Linked DNA regions of Mus musculus: regions 1 and 3 are each linked to region 2. The links are chromatin contacts, called in public HiCAR-type and promoter capture Hi-C maps. All regions are on one chromosome and are shown on one strand. The core of a region is the stretch at or near the end of the contact, and the rest is flanking DNA. Distances in the headings are between cores, read along the strand shown. Region 1 holds the start of Fam234b (family with sequence similarity 234, member B). Region 2 holds the start of Grin2b (glutamate receptor, ionotropic, NMDA2B (epsilon 2)). Region 3 holds the start of Emp1 (epithelial membrane protein 1).

The links. Promoter capture Hi-C pulls out the DNA fragments that hold promoters and counts their contacts. HiCAR-type assays count read pairs that join an accessible place to other places.
Region 1: a contact with region 2 is called in a HiCAR-type map of astrocytes, with 5 times the contacts expected there. The contact joins the promoter of Fam234b here to the promoter of Grin2b in region 2. A contact is called at or near these places in 2 of 39 promoter capture datasets (cranial neural crest and hippocampal neurons) and 2 of 115 datasets of contacts at active chromatin or transcription factors (astrocytes and embryonic forebrain).
Region 3: a contact with region 2 is called in a promoter capture Hi-C map of neural stem cells. The contact joins the promoter of Emp1 here to the promoter of Grin2b in region 2. A contact is called at or near these places in 2 of 39 promoter capture datasets (cranial neural crest and neural stem cells) and 5 of 115 datasets of contacts at active chromatin or transcription factors (astrocytes, embryonic forebrain, embryonic stem cells and 2 more).

The regions. Positions count from the first base shown.
Region 1 is chr6:135,195,755-135,200,008 of GRCm38.p6, reverse strand. Fam234b (family with sequence similarity 234, member B) reads right to left here and starts at 2,022. Exons shown (of 13, transcript NM_028982.4): 1 at 1,908-2,022. The coding sequence starts at 1,944. Gm36533 (a long non-coding RNA gene) reads left to right here and starts at 1,985. Exons shown (of 2, transcript XR_869506.2): 1 at 1,985-2,133.
Region 2 is chr6:136,172,244-136,176,330 of GRCm38.p6, reverse strand. Grin2b (glutamate receptor, ionotropic, NMDA2B (epsilon 2)) reads left to right here and starts at 2,786. Exons shown (of 15, transcript NM_001363750.1): 1 at 2,786-2,858; 2 at 3,394-3,466. Gm26653 (a long non-coding RNA gene) reads right to left here and starts at 3,303. Exons shown (of 3, transcript XR_378074.4): 1 at 3,222-3,303; 2 at 2,357-2,477; 3 at 621-1,831.
Region 3 is chr6:135,361,035-135,364,942 of GRCm38.p6, reverse strand. Emp1 (epithelial membrane protein 1) reads right to left here and starts at 2,012. Exons shown (of 5, transcript NM_010128.4): 1 at 1,841-2,012.

The DNA.
Region 1 (4,254 bases), core at 773-3,272, 980 kb after region 2:
AGCTAAGCAAGTGAAGAAAGCATTTAGTCTGGGGCATGGCTGGGGATGCCACTCAGCTGGTCGCTTGCATGCCCAGCAATGCAAAGCCCTGGAGGGGCTCCTCAGCACAGAAGTCAAATCAAAACGGATCCAGTCAAATCCAGAGCCCCTCTCCTGCTCTCAGCCACCGTTCCCTTTGCTCCCTTCACACAGGAAAGTAGTAAGAGAGTTAACTAAGATAACACAGCCGGGACTACAGTCTCATCTTCCCAATTACACGCGGTATCCAAAAGCAGCTTTGAGAAAGCAACTTCTACCTAATGAAAAGCCACAAACCATATTTTGGGTAGTGAAGGGAAAGGGCCAAGGAGAGACCAGGAGAAAAACAAGCCAAAAGAAAGAAGAAAATCCACATCACTTACAGGAAATATAGATACTGTATGTAGGCCTTAGTATTGATCATAGCTCATCCCTTAGGGCCAAACTGCCTTCCAAACACAAGAATCCATCACCCCAGGCTGTCAGCTGATGAGATAACTGTAAGCCAACACACCAAGGAGTATTCTGTGCGCAGCACATTCTCAGAGTGAAGACACAAAAGAGCTCAGGCAAGCTATTCTCCCATTATTTTTTTTTTAATGATTATTTTGAAGAGTATACAAAAGGATTGTGTTTTTCTCATATTCGCCCGGTATTATCTCTTGTTCCACCTCCACTTGACTATAACTACCTCTTTTTTTCAGTGCTTTGGGGGGGGGGGGACTTGGCTCTGTGGGTGCTAAGTAAGCCTGTACCCCGAGGTACATTCCCTTTCTGTTTTATTCTCAGAGAGTAGCAATCATCTATGCTGAACTAAAACAAGAACTCTAAAAACAAACAAACAAACAAACAAAAAGGGCTGAAAATGCCTTTGACAAGATAGCATTCAAAACCCAGGGTACTTTCGTCAAAGTCAATGTATCCTGCAGAGAAAGCAAGCCTCTCTCTTAATTTCAGTATTGTGTACACTCCAAGACAGATCGTATCACTGTTCTTTCCAGAGTTCCAAGCAGCCAGCAAAGGGGAGAAAGATCTAAAGACATGGAGTCTCTTGTTATCTAAAATACAAGGCCGGTTTCAAGGTAGCAGACTAGAAACTCTTTGAGAACAAGGTCCCTGCAACCCTCCTAGGGCCTCAGGCTTACTATCAGAGCGACCCTTTCTAACGTGGCAGAGAAAATAACTGCTTCCTGTCTTATGTGATCAGCCAATAAATGCTTATAACTTAGTGTTTAATTTTTTTAAGTGGAGCCACAGATTTTTCGAAAGCCCTAAATGTTTAAATTTTGCCAACGACAGAATAAATACACTTTGGTTAAAACAGTGCAATTCAAACAGCACAGTGTCCTGCTGTGTGATCCCGTGTGATTCAATTAGCCATTTTCCTAATCTTTCTTCTTTCCTCCTGCACACAGGAGGAAGGAGAACACCTGTCTGGGCTAGCTCACAGCGGCAAAGCTGCTGTCAGTAAGTGGATGCTGTTCTGCCCAGGCCACTCACTTACAGTCCTGCAGCCCCCGGCTCCCCCTCTGGTCCAGCCCCAGATAGCAGCAGCTAGTCCCGGCGCTCAGGGAAGGATGCTCCAATGTCTGGCCTTCCCTTGGAGACTGCGACGACATGCGCTCTGACCTGACAGTAACCGTCTCGTCCCTCCACTTTCGACCCGGCCCCGCGCACCTCCAGCAATGTCTGCCCCGGGAGTCCCCGAGAGTCCCCAAGTGTCCCCGAGCGTCCCCGGTCCCCGACTCACACCCGGGAGCCCCCTTCCTCTACCCCGGACGCTGCAGCCCTCCCAGATAACAGCCAGGCCCCGCCGCGCCACGCCTCGCCTCGCTCATCTCCCCAGGCCAGGTCTCCACAGCGTGGTCGCGGGGCTGCAGACTCCTTACCCGGGAGCTTGAGAGCCCTGGACAGCACTGTCGCCATGGCGGAGGCCCCCGTGCGCGTGCGCGCGCCGCGTCCTGCCGGGAAGTGTAGTTCGCTGCGAACCGCGCGTGGGGCTGCGGGCGGGAAAGGTGTGACCTGCCGGGAGCCCAGCTAGGAGGAGGCGCCCACTGTCGCAGGTCACTGGTGCGGCGCGGAGCCAAGGTTGAGTCGCTTGCGCCTCAGCAGCCGGTAAGGAAAGTCATCTCTCCCCAACCTGTGTATGAAGAACCTAGAATGAGGTTGTAGATACTTAAGAAGGCGCGGGCTGTGAAGTTCGCGTGGGTTTGGAATTGACAAACTGAATTTGAAGCCTGCGTGCGCAATTTACTACCTGAGCCATCTTGGCAAGTCACTGAGACTCGGCTTTGTTTGTTTGTCTGTCCTGTCTGTCAGTCAGTCTGTCCATCTGTTTTGGAGCCAGGAGTCTCAATGGAAACTGGCTTTGTAGGTGAGGGTGACCTTGAACTCCTGATCCTTCTGCTTCCACTTCCAAGCACCAGATTTGTTTGTTTGCTTGTTTCACTTACTTATCTATGGCTCAGTGTGGTTGAGCTTGCCTCTCTGAGTTTGAGGCCAACCTGGTCTACATAGAGTTACAAGCCAGCCAGGACTACATAGTGAGACCCTGTTTACACACACACACACACACACACACACACACACACACACACACACAGAGAGAGAGAGAGAGAGAGAGAGAGAGAGAGAGAGAGAGAGATGTATTCATTAGTTTGTTTACTCATTTATTGGTTTATTTGTTTATTTATTTATATATTGAGATCATGTAGTATAGACTGGCATTGAATTGGCTATGTAGTTGAAACTGGCCTGGAGTTCCTAACCCCCCACCCCCACCCCGGCCTTCACTGTGTAAGTGCTGGAATTACAGACACACAACACCACACCTGGCTGGCTCTCTTGAAATGAAAATGATGCTATCGCCTTGTTGCTTAGAGAATTAAGCGACACCATCCTTTTAAAGCACACAGCTCCTGTGACTCTTTTCCCTGTCCTAAGTGCAGTCTGAGGTATGCTGTGGCACAGACCTGGGTTTCCTGATCTCAGCTCTTTCCAGGGAAGTATTTACACTCTACCTGCTGCTGCCCTGGCTTGCGAGGTCCAGCAAACAGGAGCTGACTGGTTTCTCACTCACAGGCACCAAGAGATGGAGCTAATACTGAGAGCATTAGCTTGACCCCGGAGTGTCTCAGTTATCTAGTCATGTCTCCCCACCGTCTGCTTAATGCTGATAAACCGTTTCTGTTCCACAAGAGTTGTTCTGAGAGTCGAATATAAACGTGCAAAACACTTAGCACCAACAACTAATGTTTCGTCAGTAACCTAGTGTCCTTCTGGTTGATGTCTTATTGCTGTTATTTGAGACAGAGTCACACTATGTAAACCAGGCTGTCCTGGAACTTCCAGAGGTCTATCTGCCTGCCTCTGTCTCCCCAGTTCTGAGATTATAGACATGTACCATAGCACATGGCTAATTAATGTTTTGATTTTTAATTTACTAAGTAATAAAATTGTAAATTTGGGGGCTAGAGAGATGGCTCAGTGGTTAAAAGCACTGGCTGCTCTTCCAGAGGCCCCAAGTTCAATTCCCAGCACCCACATGGCAGTTCACAACCTTCTGTTAACTCCATCAATGCCCTCTCTGGCTTCCTTGGGCACCAGGAACACACATGGCACATAGATAAGCATGCAGGCAAAACACCCATGCACATGAAAATAAATAAAACTTTTTAAATAAAAGGAGTAAGCCAACCTACACCACAATTAATATTAACAATGGTGTTAATTTTAATGACTTAACACTTAATGACTTAAGTGTTAATTCTTCTTTAACATTTGTCTTGTATATGTACATTTATTTATCTTGTGTATGTATGTGTGTGAGTCTGAGTAGATGCATACTTTTGAAACCCCATGCTCTCTTTCCACTGTGTGGGTGTTGGGAACTGAACCCAGGTGGTCAGTGCTGACCCAGGCACCACTAAGCCATATCACTGGCCCCTTACCTGCTAATACTTTCAGTGTTCTATAATTATTGAGATGTTCACTGTTTTCCAGTTTCTCTGCATATGCTTAAAAACCATATTTTATACCAATGTAGGTCATCCAAGGAAAGAAACAAGTCACAACAAGCAGGTAGCTGCTTGCCTGGTATCAGATTTAGTCATTAGAACACAGTCAGCGTCGGTAGCCCTGGAGTATGAGGATATAGAAGGTCAGGAGCTTGAACACCCGGGACAGGGAGGTGACCAGAACAGCCAGGTAACACAGGGCAGAGAAAGGAGAAAAGCC
Region 2 (4,087 bases), core at 1,537-4,036:
ACAGAGAAATAACATTACAAATTCATGAGTCCTGGGGGGTCCCTGAGGTCGTTCTTTGGAAAGTTTGTGGATTTTTGTGAGAAGCCCAAATGTGGGTGGGTGGAGCCTGGCTGGGTGGAGATTCCAGTTAGTCAGGACACCAAGCTCAGAGAAGGTTTTCCTGAGCTACGTGAGTGTATGTGGGTTCAAGTGCAGCCTGGGTGACATAGTGAGACTGTTTCAAAATAAAAAGTAGGAATGGGGCTTGGGATATAGCCTAGTGCTGGGGCACTTGCCCAGCATGTGAAGAGCCCTGGGCTCAACTCAGTCCCAAAAGAAAAGGGAAGAAATAAGAGGTGGGTGTCACAAGTCTGAGAATCAGGGAGAGAAGCCCTCGGGTCCAGGGAATGTATGCCGTGGAGGAAGGATAGCACTTCTCATTTAGCTCTGTGCTTCCTAAGATGTCTTAGTCCTGTCATCAGAACAACTAAGCAGGTCAGAAGCCTCAGAAAAACCCAAGAATCACTGAGTCCATGAAAGAGTGGGCAGGGAGGCCTGGGGATGTTACCAAGTACTGTATACTCATGTAAGAAATTCTCAGAAAAAATAATTTCATACAAGGAACTAAGCAGCTGGTTGGGAAGACAGGAAAGACACTGAAGGATACAATTCTCCATTGAGTTTCATGAAATTGCCTTTTTATTATAGGTCAATAATGGTTCCTTTGTGTGATTGAGACTATCATGATTGAATTGCCAATAGTACTGTATGGCATAACGCAGATGGCTCAGGGATGTTTTTTTTTTTTTCTTCTGACTGGTCAGCTCTTTCTCCACCGTGCTGATGTTAATATGTTACATACCGGGATGATCTACGCACGAGATATCTTTCAGTCACTGTGAAAGTCAGCGGAGTGAACCATGCTCTGCATCTCTACACAGAACAGGTAGACTCGGAGAGTGAGATGGCCAGATGCCACCTCTCACTATCAAATCCTTGAAATGCTTACAGAAATCAATTCAGGCTTGGATGATGAAAACGACCTGGAATTAGACTCCCAAAGGAGAGCACCGTGGACTGCGCCACGGGCAGAGGAGATGTGTGTTCCTTCTTTGCTCTCTGCTAGGGAAAGTGGATAGACTGAAATGGAAATGTTAGGTTTGGGCAACAGGAGAAATGAAAACAAATAAGAGTAGTATGCAAGTTTTGGAAAAGGGCATCGGGAGGGAAGGGTGGCCCACGAGGTGAAACGTAAAAGATAGCCATATTTAGAATAGTAGGTTACCAGTCAACCCACAAGGGTGCCTAAGTGGGTGTAGATCTCATTTCAAAAGAAAAAAAGAAAACATTACTGTAAGAGCAAGGGCAGCGTGCTTCACTGTGTCCTGGCTTAGGGCATCTGCCTTTGTTCCAGTCACTAGAACATGCACATGATTGGGTCCAGTCGGCCATTGTGTGCATCCAGCAGAGAGCAGTGACCACATTCCACACTTTCCCAAAGGAGTAGATGCGCAACCTCACTTTGTCTCGGGAAAGAATGGGAATGGTCACAGAGAGGCACACGGTATTGCTTTTGAATACGCGATATTTGTGTTCTCCTCTGTGTGTCGTGAAAACATTAGATGCCAAGAATTAGCCTGACAAAGTTCAGGGAACGGGAAAAAACACTGCTGTGGAGAACCCGCCTGAGGTGTTCCTGGTGCTGACTGGACTAGAGGCCAGTGCGCATTGGCCCGTAGACCGGAGTTCCAGGCTGCTTGGAATGGGACCGATCCCTGTGTGTTCCGGTCACATTCTCCCAGGTTGGTGAGTGAGAAGCCCGTTGTTTTACTGCCATAAAAGTTCACCTCCACTGTAACAGAGACAATGGGTGAGAATAACAAGGATGTATCTACAAGGATATTAATATTGAAGAATAGATAATACTACAAGTGATCACAAGGACTCCCAAAACATAAAACAGCTCAAGAGGGAGAGAAATGGCTGCTATTTTCCGTTTTAGAGAAGCTGGGTTAGTCAGTGCTGTAAAATCATTTCATATGGGAAACATTCGTTTGTCTATCATTTTTGCTTGAGATCTTTAAATAACGCAATCCACTTAAAAAAGAACCCCAAAGTCCTCAAATCTTTCCCAGCAGCCGGAAAATATCACACACACTCACACACACACACATATACACACATACACACATATACACACACACATACACACACATACACACATATACACACACATACACACACACATACACACACACATACACACACACATATACACACATACACACACATACACACATACACACACACACACACACACACACACACACACACACACACACACTGCTGTACAATTCAGCCTTTTAATTACATTTACCTGCTTCCCTATTGTTTAACTGTCAATTTCCTGCACTGAAGACAGATCTCAAGCTCCCTGAAGACAAGAATCCTGTCATCAAGTTGCACTCTGCACCCGGAAAGCAGGTACTAAGCAGAGACTGCTGAATGGAACCAGGGGAGTGGTTTCAGTGTCAGTCTGCAGCATGGCCTTCGGGTTGAGGTGCACAGCCCTGCGCGGTGGTCCAAGGTGGCCACTGTTTCCCCTCTCCCTTAAGCCGCCCCATCTCGCTGCTATTCCTTCTTGCTGCCAGGAGGAGGCACCACGGCCTCGGGTTAAGCTTTTCCCACCCCCTGGCTACCCCACTTCCCCCAGCTCATGACGTGAGAAGCAGCCTCAGCCAAGAGTCTTAGCAGTGGGAGTGAGGGGGTGATGGAGGGGGTTTGGGAGTGGGGAGGGGTGGGGGGTGGAGAGCAAGAGGACGCGCGTGCACACACACCCTGCCTCTTGGGTTTCTCCTCCTGAACCTCCTGTGTGAGAGGTAGGGTGTGTGTGTGTGTGTGTGTGTGTGTGTGTGTGTGTGTGGTGTGCGCGCGCGAGCGCGCGCTTGAGTGGCACGTTCCTGGGTGTGAGACCCAAATCAAGACCAGGACCTTTGATGTCCCCGCCCTCCCCGCGTCGCCGGTGATTAATACCCATTTTTCTTACTCTCCCCCTCCTCCCCTGCTCTTCCTCTCCTGCTGCCGAACGCTTGACTTGCCCCCGCCCGCTTCCCCTCCCCCGGCTCCCATCACCACCAACTGGAATCTGGGCTCTCTTGCCTCTCCACTCCCCCCCCCCCTTTTTGAGAAAGGAAGGTCCTCCCCCACCCCCTTTCCAGCACCACTTCCTTGGGTTCCTTCACCTCTAGGAAATCTCGGGGCTTGGCTCTATGGAGAAGCGCTTCTCGGGTCAAGCTGCCTTTCTATCCCCGGCATCCAGCGGAGCTGGCATCCGAATACATTTCCTTCTGCTCTGCAAAGAGTCGTAGTGAACTTCCCAACCCAGGAGACTGATCCATTTATCCTGCTTTGCAGGAAAGAAAACGTCTCAAACCCTCGACACCCGCCACCCCTCTCCGGAGACTGCCACCTCGGAGGTGCAGAACCGGTACGTAAATGCCCGCTTTGGAGTCTCAATTTTGAGGGTTTGGAGAAATCAGGCAGATAAAGGCTCGAAGCCTTGGCACTGCTAACCAACCTGGTATTGGGTACAGCTTTCCAATCCAGCAGCACCGGGCACTTGCTATTTTGGATGGTTTTTTATTTTTCCTTTTAAACAAAAGGATATTTTTGGGGAGGGGGAAGGGGACAGGACTGCCTTTGGTCTTTCTGAGGTGGTTAATCCCTTCTAGGGGAGAGGCTGGGCAGCGGTGCCAGAGGCGGGAGCCACGCGCTGCGACCCTCCAGTCCAATCCTCTGGCTGCAGGTGCAGCCCGGTGCGCTGCACATCAGCGCGCCGGCGGCGTGAGTGTGCGCGGGGGTGAGTGTGAGTGCGCGCGGGGGCGCGTGCGCGTCGGGGGCGTGTGTACGCGCGTGTCAGTGTGCCCCATCCAAGAAATGCCCAGTGTGCGGCCGGTGCACAATCAGAACCCATTGAGCACGAGCCCGGGGTGGGAGGAGGCTCCGCTGCTGGAGGAGATGAGGAGAGCGAGCCAGACGTGTCAGCAGCATTGCAGATGGGGCTGGGGGCCGCACTCACTGGCGAGTTAAGTGGGGATGGTGTGCGTGC
Region 3 (3,908 bases), core at 763-3,262, 810 kb after region 2:
GCGGCCTAAGGATGGGAGGCTATGATTTGGGAGGGGGTGGTAATGGCCTCTTTTTCCAGGACAACCAAAGACTTAGAGCTGAAGACGCCCAGAAAGGTTCACACACAGCCCAGGGGCTCTCCCACTACTTGGAGGCAAAAAGTCAGAGCATCATTTTTTTTAAAATTGTCTTCCAACTCCATAGGGAATGGGGGCAGGGAGGGGGTAGCACACAAAGCATTATATTCTCATTTATCAAGGGACAGTGGAGTTTGAGACAGCTCCATGGCTCATGGAGTTGGTGGCAGTTTACCCCTCCCTCTAGTGTTCCCTTTTTGCTGACTTGTTTAAGGTTGCCTAGTTTCAACCAGATCAGAATGACACACAATCACACATGTGATCTTCACAGGAAACTGTGGCTGTGGACCTAACGAAGACGGCTTCCCCAGTTCACAGTCATGCAATCTGGAAGTGATAAACATTGGAAGCAAACTCAGTCTTGAGAAATGGGTCCCAGGGCTTACTCATCACCCCCTCCTTGGGGAAAGGCTTTGCAGAGATTTCTGAAGGATCAATGGATACACACCCACCAATTACTTTTAAATTTTCTCTTCCAACCAGCGAGCTGCATTTCTAAAGAGAAAGGCGCCTCGCTCTTCATCAGGCAAGCTGAATCCTGTCACTCTCCTCTGGCTTGTTTACGAGAGGAGAAAAAAAAAACCCACATCTGTGTTGAAATGAACCACACCTCCACAGACATTCGACCAAAATGCTAAGCTAATAAAAACAAAAGCAAACACAGCCGAGTGCCTTTGTTCTTTTTGCACTTAGCACGTGGGTTTGTAGTTATATAATATTTTACACAAAAGAAATAAGGTAAATATTCCCATATGACCACTGCCACACTAGAAAATTCCATGTCCACTTAGAAAAAAAAATCCTTTAATAGATTCTGAAAGATCTTTTTTTTTTTCCTAAGTTGGCTCCAGAATGCAGAAGCCTGGGTGGAAGCACAGAGCCATTCAGCAACCTTACAGGAATCCCCGAAGGCCCCCAGCCCCACCCTCTCCCCTCTGCCTCCTTCCTCCACCTCCACATCTGGCTAAGGATTCTGGAACCCACACATTCCACCAAATCAACCCCTCCCAAGGTTTATTTGAAACACCCTTTGCCTCTGTTTCCCTAACGGTTTTTCTTTAAACAAACCAATCCCCTCTTCCCTTCCTGTGAGAAGGGGGTGGAGGAAAACAAGAGAAAGAACGAAATACTTAAACAGACATCAACAGACAAGAGGGGGACAGACAGTAAATGCAATCGCAAAAATTAACTGAAACTCAGATATTTATCCACCGTCACCTAAAAGCGTAAAAGAGAAACAACAATAACCAACCCACAAAGCAGAACAAACTTTCTCCCCAGAGACTGCCTTTAACCTGCCTTCGCAGAGAGAAAAGAAAAGCCGGAGCGTTTTGGTAACATAGCATCCTTCTAGATTTCAGCTCAAAGTAATCTGAATGAAAACAGAAGATTTGGAAACATCTTCCAACCCTGCTAATTCATTTCGAAGGCACATAGAGTTCCTTCCATAAAGAATATTGCACTCAAGTTTGTTCCAAAGTCCCTTCTCGTTCCGTCCGTCTCCTCGGAGCAAGGATCCACATACCAGCAAGAGAATGTGGCCCCCACTGATATCCCAGATTCCTCCACTACTACGTTAAGCTAGAAGTCTCAAGGACTCCGTTCTTTGTGAGCCATAGAGGGATAGCAGAGGCAAGAAGAGAGGGGAGGGCTTCAAGGAGCCTAAGAGAGGAAAGAAAGGAGCGGGCTCTGCAGAGTTTCTCCAGTGTGGGGACAATCTTACCTGGAGTATCCAGTGAGAGAGGCAGATGCCCTGGGTGGTAGAGCAGGCTGCTGGTCTGGTCCTCTCTTCAGGAGATTTGCAACCACAGTGAGGGGAGGGACCTGACTCCCGAGGTTATAAGTTTCCTGGGCTGATGTGCTGGGGTGTGTGATGGGCGGTTTCTTTTCCCCGTGTTTTAAAGGAGTTTCTATGAATCAGTCTGGATTTAAAAAAAAAAAAACTTGGTGAGCTACGCCCTGCTAAGTTGGCAGCCGGTCAGATGTGGCTGGGAGTGAGCCATCAATTCAAAGAACCCTGTTGTAGCTCCCTCTGACTCAGACACACAGACCACAGTGGAAAAAGGAGTGACATTGCTTCAAATGAGTAAGAGGAGTCACACAAATAGATCTGTTTACCGAAGCCCAGTTCTACTACCCAGAAGGAGCCTCGGTTGTCAAGGACGTAGGGCAAAACACAGGTTAGGGTCAGGAGGAGGGGAGAGCTGGTAGATGCAGTTCCACGTTAATTAAAGTCCCGGCTAATCATCAAACAGGATTCCCCCGTTCTTCCTCCCCCACTGCACATAGCAGCAGCTGCTCATCACCAGGAATTATCAGACTCATTTCTCGTTGGCTTCCCTGCCTGACCCTTGTGCCCCTGACCTGTAGGCGGCAGTGGGATGAGACCCATGGAGTAGAAAGGCACCCAGCAAGCTCCAAATGTTGAGGCACTGATTGACAGCACATAATCCTGGGCCTTTAGTTAAACTCTCACCCCTATGGATTGTAGGCATTGCAGGAGGAAGTCTTCGAATTAAGGACTTTGCACTCTGATCTTCATGTGATAATCATTGGACCTTGCTCCACAGTTGGCTTTTGTGAAGACAGCCAGGGACCCAATCACAGCTTCTTCCCTGAACCACTCACTCCCCACTTAGTCTCAGAGTTGGGGGGGGGGTGCTACAGAGTTGTCCAATCCCGCAGCCCTGGTCACCTCCCTAAAGAGGTTCAGGTCCTCACTGCCTACATTTAACCCCAGCTCTCCTTAGCTGCAATGTGACTTTGGGCAAGCGCCCTCTCTTTCTGCCTTCTTGTATATAATGGGGATGGTAGGCACCTAGCTCACACAGATGGCAAGAATTACATGTATCAAACAGGTTTGGTGGGTCGTGCCTGCGATCTCAACATTTGAAAAGCTGAGGCAGGAGGATTGCTCTTAGTCCAGGGTCATCTTGGGCTACATGGTGAGTTCCAAGTCAGCGTGGGCTACTGAGTGAGACACTATTGAGAGAGAGAGAGAGAGAGAGAGAGAGAGAGAGAGAGAGAGAGAGAGAGAGAGTTGGTAGGTAGTTGAAGGGATAGCATAAGTTCAAGGAGAACTAGAAGCTATCCTGGGGTACATAAGTGATAGATGGATAGATAATAGAGATAGATAGATAGATAGGTAGATAGATAGATAGATAGATAGATAGATAGATAGATTATAGATTGATGATAGATGATAATAGATGATTGATAGATGATAGATAATAGATAGATACAATAGATTATAGGTAGATGATAGAGAGATAGATGATAGATAAATGATAGATAGATAGATAGATAGATAGATAGATAGAGAGAGAGAGAGAGAGAGAGAGAGAGATAGATAGATAGATAGATAGATAGATAGATAGATAGATAGATAGATAGATAGTAATGACTAACAAGAGCCTGTAAGGTTGTGGCCAATAGTCATTCGATATTAGCTGCAGTGATATTTCCCTGAGGACATTGTTAAATCGGACAAGAGACCTCTCAGAGAAGATACAGAGAGTCGCTGCGGCTGCCAAACCCCAGCAACTGGGGTTGCTGTTCTCTTCCAGGCCAGTGCAGGCCTCGTGATATTATTTAGTCATTGATCAGAACCCTATTTACTGTACAGCAACCTTCTCTGGGCCCTGCTAAAACTGGGTCAGAGTAGACTGGACCTCACCCTCTAGGAATTTAAATTCCACAGAAAGACAGAAAGGGGTGGGAGGCTCGAAGTCCAACGGAGCGCTGATGAAGTTAGGTAGTAAAGACTGTAAGTAAATTTCAGTGATGCATGG